2 separate regions of the Mus musculus genome follow, and region 1 is linked to region 2. A link is a contact called in public promoter capture Hi-C data. All regions are on one chromosome and are shown on one strand. Each heading gives the region's core, a stretch centred on a gene start, on an enhancer-like site or on the middle of the called end of the contact. The rest is flanking DNA. Distances are from core to core; before and after follow the strand shown. Region 1 has its middle 78 kb from the start of Gm40795. Region 2 has its middle 16 kb from the start of Slc16a7.

Region 1 (6,166 bases), core at 357-2,856, 170 kb before region 2:
CTCATACTGCTAGATATGATTGGTGATTTATATTATATATGGGGGACTGCAAAATGGAGTTAGCCTATAATGTAGGGAGCTACCATCAGTGTACTAGAAACTATAGATTTAAATTAAAGAAAAATCCCAGTGTCAGAATTGGGTTACCTCTTTTGGAATTGTTGGCCAGTGAGGTCCCATAGACCACTTCCCCCCAAATTCCAAGTTACTGATCTTGCTCCTCATTCCCCTCTAGAATTGATGGTTAGACCCTGATGTTGAAGACACTGCATGTTTGAGTCATAGAACATGAAGAAATGAAGTTGGGGTTGATATGGAAACTTCAGCTTTAGTGCTGAGCCTTCACATTGTTGCATGGTACCAGAGGGGAACAGGAATTACCAGTCACATCTCGCTGTGAGCACAGTGAAAATCAACATATCAGATCAGATATCCATTGCTATATTAGCAAAAATGTCACGAGGATAAACAGCCACTTTCTGAATGGATTCAAGGCCCAGTTCACAAGATAGAATCCAACCTAGGACACTGACTGGGAAAGAACTTGTGACTGGATAGGTCCTAGGTCCTAGGGGAGAGCTTAGTCCTGTTACTCTGCTAGTGAGAGACAGTGCTAACCTGAGTCCTAATAATGTATGCCCAGAGACTGATTCAGCTCTTCTCTCAACTTTTGTCAGAGAAGCTTCCATTTGAAGCTGTTGAGGGTAAACTAAGACCTAGAAAGCAAGTTACTATGGAATACCTAGCCCTAAGTGACACATCAATGTCATACACCCTCCTCAGTGGCTCAGGAGCCATTGCAGAGGATACCAATGACTACAGAGACTATAGTGACACCACCTCAGGGGGTGGATTACCACAGACAACCATGTTTTTGAGATACAACGGGGAAGTTATGCGTATGTACCCACAGGAGTTCTAACATGTATAAGACCCATGAACCATCAAGCCAGACAAAATCCAGCATCACAAAGGGAGGTAGACATAAAGTCCTACCCCTCACTGAGAAACTATTGACAAATGATCTAAGAGTTTCACAGGAAGGTGGGGTTTCCCGGTTCCAGTCACACAAATAAGAGACCAGCAAATCTAAAGATGTAAAATAACCGTTGTCATCTACCCAGAAACGATACAAATAGGGAGTTGGGTGTGGGCCACTGGCTTTAAAAGTGTTCATTTCTGTCACTAGTATATCAGAGCTGTGTGCCTCAGAATATGTAAGAAGTCACAACACACACCCCTCCTCAAAGAAAAAATAATAACCACTATGAAAATTATTAGGTCAGGAGCCAATTTGTGGGATTTAATGGAAATCTGGAGAATAAATTCACCAGGAGGATGTAGGCATGACAAAATTGGTGATAGAAAAAAATACTATTAAACATGCAAATTAGCCTGGATTTTCTTTTCTGAGTAGAGCCAGGCTAGGACTGCTGAAACAAATGACAATCAGTTTTATGGTGCAGACTAAGGGAGTTCTCAGATGCTGAATAAAGGAACAATAAATGCCCTGCTCCCTCCCATGTCCACAGCTGTGAGACTAAGAGCCCCGTGACCTCCATTTACTGGCAAGGACACGTTGGAGCTCTTTAAACACACAGTTGCATTCTGTTACTTATTTATTGGGACTGTAAGCATGATGCCAGTTTGGTGACTTGCATGTGACTCAATCCTTGAACCTGACCTGCGTTTGCCAAATTTCTCAATCCATTTTGACATTCTTTCCTCTTTCATTCATTTACTAAGCCCCGAACAGATATTAGACATCTTGGTAAATTAAACAGACTTTCTCTATAGACTTATAAAAAGAAAGCTGTTTACATAACCTTTAGATCACACAGCTTGTCTTATTTGTTTTATCCTCTGTGGTAGCATGCCAGCAGCACATGCCGTGCCTTGCAAATGACAACTTTTCTATAGGTGTCTAGCAAAATGTTAAAAGTCAAAACCGGAGGTGAGAAGGGTATTTAATTCAGGAATTAAGCTTGCTGAAATAAAAGTTTATGAATGGCTTTTCTGCAGGGCCTGGTTATTCATTCTTTGTCTTTCCTCCTCTTCCTCTTCCTTCCCCTCCTCTCTGTTGTTTTAAATCTTCTGATACTCAGAAGCAGCTGTGGCAAGGAAAGGTCCCCAAGGCCTGGTCACCTGGTCTGCACACGCTATCTCTGCCTCCCTCTAGTGTGCAGAGCCACAAGGGCTGTGCTTGGGTAAGGGAGATCAAAGCCAGGTGGGCTGGAGTAGGAGGCGTTACCTTACTCCCAAGACAATTCATCTCACTCCTTTTCCTGCCTATATGCTAGGTCTGAAAGCCTGGGTGTATCTTCCAGTCATTTATTCTTCCAGGGATCCCCTAATCTGACTCACTTTGTCAATCTTTTAATGTTTATTGATTTCTTTTTAAAGAAAATTCATTTTGGTTAAGAACAAAGAACTTTCATGAATAGGAAAAAAATTCATGGTAATGATTTTATCTATGAGCTAGGTGGCTTATTTATCTCTTTGGAATGAGTTTATTGACAATGTTTTAACTGCCCGTGTGCGTGTACATGTGTGTGCATATATATATGTATATATATATATATATATATACATATATATATATGTATATATGTATATACATGTATATATGTGTACATATATATACAGATATATATGAATTAAATATATATATTAAATTCAAATTAATTTAAATGGCTATCAATGATTAGATATCTAAGTATAAATTAATACATCTAAGTAAGCTAATATATTTTATATTGAAGTTACTTAGTTTTTTTAAGGAAATGTAATTTATTTTTTATCAAATCATATAAACTCCAAGCTAAGATGATATTTTTGAAGCAAATAGAGGAAAATAAAAAACTAAGAAAAATCATGGTTTCAAGCCCCCTGGCTTACCCCATCAGGTATGGCTGAGCCCAGTGTGAACTCCTGTGCTCAGGGTATCTATGACATAAGAGTCACCCTGACACAGAGTCAGCTTCAGTTAAACCTGGAATAAAAGTGCACTCTCTCCATATAGCTTTATGGTCCAAACAAGAGCAAAAGGGAAACCAAGAAATAAAATGAGCATAACAGAGTAAGCTTCATAAAGCAGCTTGCTTTTTCTATAATGTGTTATTTTATTCATTGAAATTTTATTTAATGAAATGCTATAACTATATCATTCCCTCCTCTTTCCTCCCTCTAGAGAAGCTTTCATGCAGCCTCTTGCTTTCTTACAAATTCTTTACCTCCCCCTCCCCCCTTTTCTATGTTACCGTGACCATTTGGTATTGGCAAATGCCAAGTTGCTCAAGTCTTGTTTGGGTATCCATACTAGCGAGGCTTATTTATTTGGCATTTCTAGGGGACACAATCTCACAGTAAACTTCCTGTTACTCTGGCTTTTACAGGATTTCTGCTCCCTCTTCCACATGATCCCTGAACCTTAAGTGCAGGAGCTTTGTGTGTGTGTGTGTGTGTGTGTGTGTGTGTGTATCAGTTGGGACTGGCACCACACAGTCTCTTGTGAACATTTTGTTCAGTTGTGGTTTTCTGTAATGGTCTCTACCGCACAGTGACGTTTTGTTGATAAGGTGTGAGAACTATACTTATCTGTGGCTACAAGAATAAATATTGAGAAGGTAGTTAAGGAATCATGCTGGTTAGCAAAGCAGAAGTTGTGGGTTCTCCTCCAACATCTGTGACTTCAATAGCTGTGGTTGGCTATGTTTCCCATCCCAGGCATGCTTTCCTCTTCCAAGCAATTAGAGAGCTGCTGACTACCTCCAAGGTATGCATGCTGCTCACTCCAAGATTTCGTTTCAGTTTTCTTTATAGCTGTACGCCAATGAATACACAGGAGAAAGCACCTTCAGCAAACAGTGCTGGGAACGCTGGATGCCAACATGCAGAAAAGTGAAATTAGACTCTCACCCTTCATTTCTCACAGAAAAGGAACATCAAATGCATCAAAGACCTAAATACAAGACCTAAAACACTGGCAAGGTGAGAAGAAAAAAGGGAGGGGATGGGGAGAGGCAGTACCCCACAGAGTATAGACATATAAGAGGACTTTCTGAGTAAGATCCCATTTGCCCAGGAATTTAGGCCAATGATTGACAAATAGGACCTTCTACCACTGCAAATCTTCACCTTCTACCTTCTTCACATATGAGCAAACAGCAGTTTAGTGAAGAAGAAACCCATAGAATGGGAGAGGATTTTTGTCAGCTATACATTTGACTGAAGATTAATATCCAAAATATATAAAGAACTCAACAAATGGAAAAGAAGAAGGAGGAGTAAAAAAGAGGAGGAGAAAGAGGATGAGAAGAAGGAAGAAGAGGAGGAGGAGGAAGAGGAGGAAGAAGAGGAGGAGGAGAAGGAGGAAGAGGAGGAGGAGGAAGAGGAGGAGGAGGAAGAGAAGGAAGAAGAGGAGGAAGAAGAAGAGGAGGAGAAGGAGGAAGAGGAGGAGGAGGAAGAGGAGGAGGATGTAGAGGAGGAGGATGTAGAGGAGGAGGAAGAGGAGGAGGAAGAGGAGGAGGATGTAGAGGAGGAGGGAGAGGAGGAGGAAGAGGAGAAGGAAGAGGAGGAGGATGTAGAGGAGGAGGAGGAGGAGGAGGAAGAGGAGGAAGAGGAGGAGGAGACTCAAAACCCAAATAATATAATGGGAAAAAAATAGGCCAGGAATATGAAGAGAGTGGTCTCAAAAGAAAAGTTAAAAGTGGCTAAGAATTTTTTTTAAAAAAAGTTTATTATCTCTAGCAATTGGGAAAATGAAAATCAAAATAGCTTTGAGATTTCATCTTATTCCAGTCAGCTGCTAAATTGAACAAAACAGAAAAGTTCTGAATAGGATGTAGGGAAATGGTGACCTGCATTCACTATTTGTGGTTTGCAAACTGGCCCATCCATTCAGGATAAAGAACCCTCAAAAAGTTAAAAGTAAATGCACCCTGGGAAGGACCCAGATACACCATTCTTTGGCATTTGTCTAGAGGATTCAACATCTTGCCTCATAGACACTTAGCTATGTCTGCTGCTGCTGTATTCACTCTAGCTAGGAAATGGAAACAAACTAAATGTCCTTCAGTTAAGAAGTGGATATTAAGCGTGTGGCACCTACACGTTATGGAACGTATATGCAGCTTGATTTTGCAGAGCCAAGATGACTGAGTTGTAAGGAGAATGGGAAACTCCACTCTCTAAAAGAAATCTGACAGTCACTAAGCTCATGACAAATGTCCAAGCATTAACCCAAAGCAGGCCAGGACTTTTGACTCATAAAGCAAGTTCATTTAAGTAAAACGATAAAAATTGCCAGGGGCAGGACTTGAAGGATAGAAAGACTTCTGCAGATGTTGGCTATTAGTATTATAAGGTTTTTATTGTAATTACTAGTGTGGCTGGTACTCTTAACTTTGTTTGGAAATGAAAAGTGACCTTTTTGTGTTTCTTAAAGATACACGGATTTATATGAATGACTTAGGAAGCCTACTGGATCAGTGTTAGTCCTCAGGACACTTTACCACAGTAAATCACTCTAATCTTAACAGTTATTAACACTGCATACTAATTATCTATAGGAGATTGGTTCCAACACTCTGTAGATTCTAAAATGTATGTTCTCGGAAGTCTTTTTTTTTTTTAACATAAAATGGTGTAATATTTGCATATAACTCTTACATTTCCTTCGGTGGACTTTAACTCATATTGAAATTTCTTTTCTTTTCTTTCTTTCTTTTTTTTTTTTTGGTCTTCATATAAAGTTATGGAAATAGATGTTGAATTGCTTAGGGAATTAGAATGTCTTCAGTAGAGATCTAGTTCTTCCTCTGAATATGCGACCTGCAGATAGGGACAGTTGATGGTCCATGCAGAACAAGTCCCTTCGATGTTGAATGTTTATCAGCTCAGGAGTGCATTACAATTTTCGGATGCCCCACTTTGCAGACACTTTGAGAAAAATGACACATATATTCGGCAAGAAAAACCCAGTGTCAGTCTCCAGTGTTAACATCCAAATTAACCATTCCGACACAAGCTCTCCATATCCATGCACAACTAAGAACTTAACGGTCCATGTCTCAGAGATGTGCAAACTGAGTCTCAAACAGGCTATTTGACTTGGTAATGCGTGCTTGCACATGACTTTCTCTGCGGAGGCAGTTTCTACCCACGT
Region 2 (5,949 bases), core at 1,519-4,018:
GAAGTGTTAGTGTAACTAAAGACCTTAGTCATTAAGTTTCATGCATCAACTCCTGAAGATGTCAGTATATACATTGTACATCTTTAGAACTGGTCCTCCTGCATGAGTGTTTTTCACTAAGGGCACATTGTTCAGGCACAGGAGCCCACATTAGACAAACATAGAGAAAGTATTTCTTCCTTTCAGAAGTGTCTACCCACTGGTGTCTTTATTCAACAAAATCCCAAGGCCAAGGAACTCTTGCTGGTTGGATTAAGACTAAAACCATATGAGCTTCCAATAGCATCAGCAGCAGGCTACTTCTGCTATGCTACATATGTAATTCCACCTATAGTTTCTTTCCCCTCAGCTGAAATTAAATGTCAGACAATGATTGATGGTTTTTGCAATTGAAATCTAGAGCGGGTAGGAACACAGAGGAACATCCATTTTATACACAAGGAACAGCGTCCAGAGAAGGAACTTAGCCCATTATGGGTATTGCTGGAAGTAGAACAAGACCTCTATTCATGGGTGGCAAATAGGGCTGATGGTGTGATGGTGTGCTATTCTTCACTCGTGCTGGTTTATTCCCTAAACAGTTTCCACTTTGGAGCAGAGCTGGCAAAGCCTTTGAAGCTAGAGTGCAGGGGGCCAGTGACCGTTTCCCGTTCACCTTTGCCATTATAAGTTTGTTTATCAGTGTGACTTGTAAAACTCAATCCTGTGTGTTGGTGTGCTTGTGTAGGTTTATTCAAGTTCTCCTTCCAGGAGGAGTTTCTCAAAGTTAAAGATAGGAATATTGCCACTTATTCTGGTGCACAACACCAAGTCAATGTTGAGAAGTTTGTTGAGGTAGCTGAAGTTTTAAAGTAAATTTTTTTAAAAGAAAGTTTTAAGGAAATTTAAGATTATTAAAATCTGATTACTAATAATCAAAGAATACAGTAATATGAGAATATTCGTATAAAGCTTGAAATGATCCACATGTAGTGAAAAACAGAGCAATCATTTGCCATGACACTATAAAATGTTTTAGATTTTAACAGCTAAGACTGTGTGTGTGTGTGTGTGTGTGTGTGTGTGTGTGTGTCCATGTCTCTGTGTCTGTGCCTATGTTTGTGTCTGTTTATGCACACAGATTTGTGTGTGGTGTGGAATGTTTTCAGCATGCATGTGTGTGCACGTCCACATTCATATTGATATCTATAGAGACAAGGGCAGAGTTTAAGGGTGTTTTCTCCCATGATCTCACCTGCCTTTAATTAGTAAATGAAACAGTCTCTCACTGAACCCTTAAGTTTGGCATTTCGACCTGGCTGGCTGTCCAGCAACCTCTCCGGACCCTCCTCCTGGACCCACCTTTTAAATAATCATCATGTTGCAGGCACACAGTTTTATCTGGTTTTAAACATGAATGCCATGGATTTGAACTCAGGTCTTTCTGACTGCAGATCAAGCACTCTCACTCACTGAAGCATCTCCGAAGCCGGAGGTTACTTTTGTTATTGTTATTGTTGTTGTTGTTTTATGTTGGGTATGTGCAGATTTCTTTTTATAGTTGTAGTATACGCTTCAATTGGCACATGGCAACAAACTAATTTCTACTCTGATGCACTGGGTTGTTTTACATTTGCTCTTCATTCTGCCAACCCAAGTTTACAAATCTAGTTACCATCAAAAAGTTTATCTCTATTTCTTTATCCCATTAGTAGACACAGATAACCTGGGTTATACACTGTAGAAGTTTGTCAGGATCTGATAAATTTAAGCAACTCAGAGACACATAACACTTTAGATTCTCTTTAAAACAAACAAACAAAAAAGACAGAGGGGGATTAAGGCCATGAAGGATCCTTAATGTCCACTGGCTTTGCAGAGCATGGGAGAGTCATATGACCTGTGGGAGTCCCCATTCCTTGAGTTCTTAACGGGGACTGGAGCAGTTGTCAGGCTTGACCTAATCGGTACAGTGTGCCAAGCGGGCCTGGTATGGGATGCATCCTTGTAAGCATTCCTAGTGCTGCCCTGACAAAGCCCCACCATGTGGGTGGCTTAGACCAACTCAAAATTATTCTCATTCCATTTTAGAACCTCGAAGTGTGAAATAAGGTGTAGGCTGGGCTGTCTCTTCTTCTCTCTTCCGGACTGGCCTGACCCAGGCTTTGCTTCTCTTGTGGTAATACAACACCAGTCTTCCCATGACATCTCTCTATATCCCGTGGGTACATTCCTACAACGGCACCCTTCATGCCTGCTTGGGAGCCAGTCTACTCAGTATAAGAGTGTGGATCTAGAGCACCCTTCAGAGTTGCTTGTGGGACGTGCATTGCTCTGACTCAGCTCTTCAAGGGGCGGGGGAAGCTTTAGGATGTGTGGGTTAGCGGGAGGAGCTTGGGTATAGGAGACAGGCCCTTAAGGAGATGGTGAGGTCTAGGCCCCATCCTCCTCCTGCCTTTACTTCCCCAGTGAGGAAGTATGCACACTTGTCCTGTCACAAGCCCAACCACAGAGCAAACTGATCAGGGCCCAAAATAGCTTAAACCATTAATAGCAAAATATGTGCCCTGTAGTTTTAAGTCGATTATTGATTGGGTTGTTTTTGAAACTGAAAGTTTAGTAATGTACTTTGTTTCCCAATAATGTCACATGGTAAAAAAACCAAAACAAAACAAACAAACAAAAAAAAAAACCAACCAAACAAACAAAAAACTAGAAGCCAGGGCTTCTCTTCAGGAATGTTAGATAATGAGGTAATAGCCTGTCCTTGATCGTACCAACCCCACATACACTCACCAGATCCCAGTATTTCAAATACCAGCCCTTCCAACCTCAACCCTTAGTCTACATCCCCTCAAAAGAAAGAACTCAAGTTCCAGAATAAAATCCTTCTCCTATGGACCTTTGACATCATGGAAACCAGTGTCATTTATTCCAAGCTAAGATAGGGAGAGAGAAAGGAAAACTTCATAAAGCAAGCAAGCAAGCAAGCAAGCAAACAAACAAAACAAAGCAAACAAGGAAGTGGAAAGAAACAAAGGTTTCATCAGCGTGATGCAAGTGCACGCACTGTCTCATAAAGCAAATTCCACCAGGCTGTGCTCAGGCTTGACTGACACATCGTCCTCTGAACCTCCACTGGAAATGTGGGCCTCGGCCCAGAGTCTCAGCCCTGCTGCACGGGCCTCGGCCCAGAGTCTCAGTCCTGCTCTGGACCAGTTCCGTGCTCCTCAGTCTTTATCTCAGCCCCGGACCTTCCATCCTTGGACTCAGCTCTGCTTCTTCTTCCTTCGTTCTCACCTGTAATTCTTCTCTCTCTGGACGAGCAGCCGCAGTTCTGCCTCAGACTTCCCCATGAGCTTTCTGTGTGTTTGCCCCTCTGGTTTTGTTGCCTTTCAAGGCAGGCTGTTTCTGATGCTGGAAGGCTTTCAAACATCTGCCACCCATTTGCACAATCCAAGGGATGCCAAGTCCTCGGACAAGAGGGTCTTCTGTGCGTTTTTCTTACATTCTTTTCTGTTTGGCCTGGGATTTTAAACTTAGACATTTCCTTGAATGTTTTTCCCATCTATTTTATTCTTTGAGAATTTTATATACTGTATTTGTTGACTTTTTAAAATTTTGAGGTTGCAATATAATACAATTCTACCATTTTCTTTCTCCTCTCCTCCCATTCAACCTTTTTAATATGCCTCCTTGCTCTCTTTCAAATTCACAGCTAATTTTATTAAGTGTTGTTGCATTATATTATACATAGTATATTAATCATTATACATAATATATTATTATATAAATAAAATAGGATATGATAGTATATAATTATACATAATAATATATTGTATTAATGTTATATATTATATAAATCCATGACTATAATATGTAATATTTAAACTTAATATTATAAATGGATTATATAATACAATATTAATGCAACAATAAAGCTATTAATGTGATAATGATAGTAAAATATATTAGTGATGAATTAACGTGTATTAATATATGTATATATTGATACATATACATAAGCAGCTCAGTCTAAATAGTGCTACTTGCATGTCAAGTTTTCAGAGCTGGCCATTTGTTATTGGGTAACCAATTGGTGTGCTCTCCCCTGGAGAAGGCTATTTCTCCCTCTCTCAGCATTCCTTAGCTGCCTTTTGTGCTTTGTCTTGGGTTGAGGCCTCGTGAGCTTTCCATCTGTAGACATCAGCTTTTCTACCAGTGTCTTCATTCAGCTTATGTGGAAGCCATGTTGGTGAGACGTTACGTACGTAGCTTCTGGCAATGCTAGGAGACCCAATCTCACAGTAAACTCTCTGACTCCTATTCCCCAACCATCCCTGAGCCTCAGTGCAGGGGCTTTGTTGTTGATGTACCAGTTGGAACTGGTCTCCATTTCCATTGGTTATCATTTTTTTTTTTTTTTTTTGCAATGTTCTTCTGTTCCTTGATGAGGAACTCTGTAGGCAAGGACAAATATTGCAGGTCTAGTTAGGGATTATGAGATTAGTAACATAGCCATTGTAACTTCTCCTCTAATGCCCATAACTTCACTAGCCCCAGGCTAGATTTCCAGTACCAGGTATGAATTCCCTCTTATTGATGAGGTCTTAAGTCTAATTAGAGAGTTACTGGCTACCTCAAAGGCATGGATGCTAGTATTAACACCCATGCTGAGAGTTACTATGTTGTGATAGCAGTTATGGTTCCTGGGTGTCATAGCTGGATAGGACTGGTCATTGCTTCCTCTTCTTTGGAAGCTTGCATACTACCTTTTGGTCCCACAAAAGTTAGTCCCAAGGGAAGGAGCCATCTGGCCAATTCTAGCTCAGAAGCCTCTGGGCTCTGCATCTAAGCTGCATGGTTGGTGTCTTTAACATTAAGGATTTTCCTTACACCTTTAGGGGCCAGCCAAGGCCAATAGCAGTCACTTAATGTTTTTAGAATCTCGTGTAGTCCTTGAGTAACAACTCAGAAGGGGCCGTCCCATGTCTTGTTTTAGCTACAAGCACACATAACCACTCCCAGTGGATTTGGAGATACAACCTTAGGTCTTGTAACTTACAAGGCCAGTGGTTTACCACTGAGCTATCCTCCCACTCTAACCGTTTTTGATTTTATTAACACATTAGTTATACACACTAGTGAATCTCAGTGTATTTCCTCATCCACCCCCATACGTTATCTAATCCCGCATGATCACTATTCTGCTCTCTGACTCACAGTTTTTAGCTGGCAAAGGAATCAAGAGTGCAAGGCATCGGCTCTTTTCCTGAATTTCATTTAGCTTAATGTAAATGTCAGAGTTTCGTTGTTCTCTGTGGCCTAATGCAACAATGCTGTAAATATGCTGCAGGAAGCTCTGGTATGCAGGTGTGTCCTTAACACACGGATTTTGTTTCTATTAGCTGCATATTCTCAAGGGGTTGCTTTGGTGAGGCCTTTCAATGCTGTGCTCCAGTGTGGAGTGCTTGTTTGGTTTAACACTGCCAGTTGGTTTGCCTCCATTCTTTGTTACACGCTGATTTTAGTAGTTGCATAATAGCCACTCTAAGTCGGTGAGAGTGTGGCTACACTCTGCTACTGACTGCTGATACTATGGCTTAGCCATCTAATTCCCGTATAGTTCTATGAGTAGTCTGTGGACCTTCTAGGTTCCTTTGTCAAAGCACATATGAGGTGTCTCTGTTCTTTCATATTGCTTGAAATACAATTCTTTAGTACAAGTGTGCACATCAGGGAGGGAAATGAGTGGTTATAGGATAACCACAGCTTTTTGAGTCCTAAGATTTTTCATTTTGGTTTGGTTTGGTTTTCAAGCTTAGGAGAGATCACATGTATGAGGTCATGTACTTGTTTGGAATTGCGCAAGTCCAGGCTGCAGTTTGTTTTATATGCAGAGCCCTGACTATGCTCTCCTGGCTGTAGAGTTTGTTATTGTTTTTTGTTTTAATTTTCTGTGTGTTTGTG

What was found. Promoter capture Hi-C pulls out the DNA fragments that hold promoters and counts their contacts.
Region 1: a promoter capture Hi-C map of liver shows a contact between it and region 2, with 5 times the contacts expected there. The contact joins two enhancer-like sites. A contact is called at or near these places in 3 of 39 promoter capture datasets (hippocampal neurons and liver), 8 of 484 Hi-C or Micro-C datasets (brain, cerebral cortex and liver), 3 of 115 datasets of contacts at active chromatin or transcription factors (kidney and liver) and 1 of 9 other capture datasets (adipose tissue).

What each region holds. Positions count from the first base shown.
Region 1 is chr10:125,486,006-125,492,171 of GRCm38.p6, reverse strand. No RefSeq gene overlaps it. Among named protein-coding and RNA genes, the nearest start is that of Gm40795, 78 kb to the left of the region's middle. Within about 2 kb of position 1,606, at least 16 of the 459 cell types and tissues checked have an H3K27ac peak or open chromatin away from gene starts, as enhancers often do. A contact at or near this core is called in liver, where this site is marked.
Region 2 is chr10:125,321,785-125,327,733 of GRCm38.p6, reverse strand. It overlaps a transcript of Slc16a7 not described here. Among named protein-coding and RNA genes, the nearest start is that of Slc16a7, 16 kb to the right of the region's middle. Within about 2 kb of position 2,768, at least 38 of the 459 cell types and tissues checked have an H3K27ac peak or open chromatin away from gene starts, as enhancers often do. A contact at or near this core is called in liver, where this site is marked.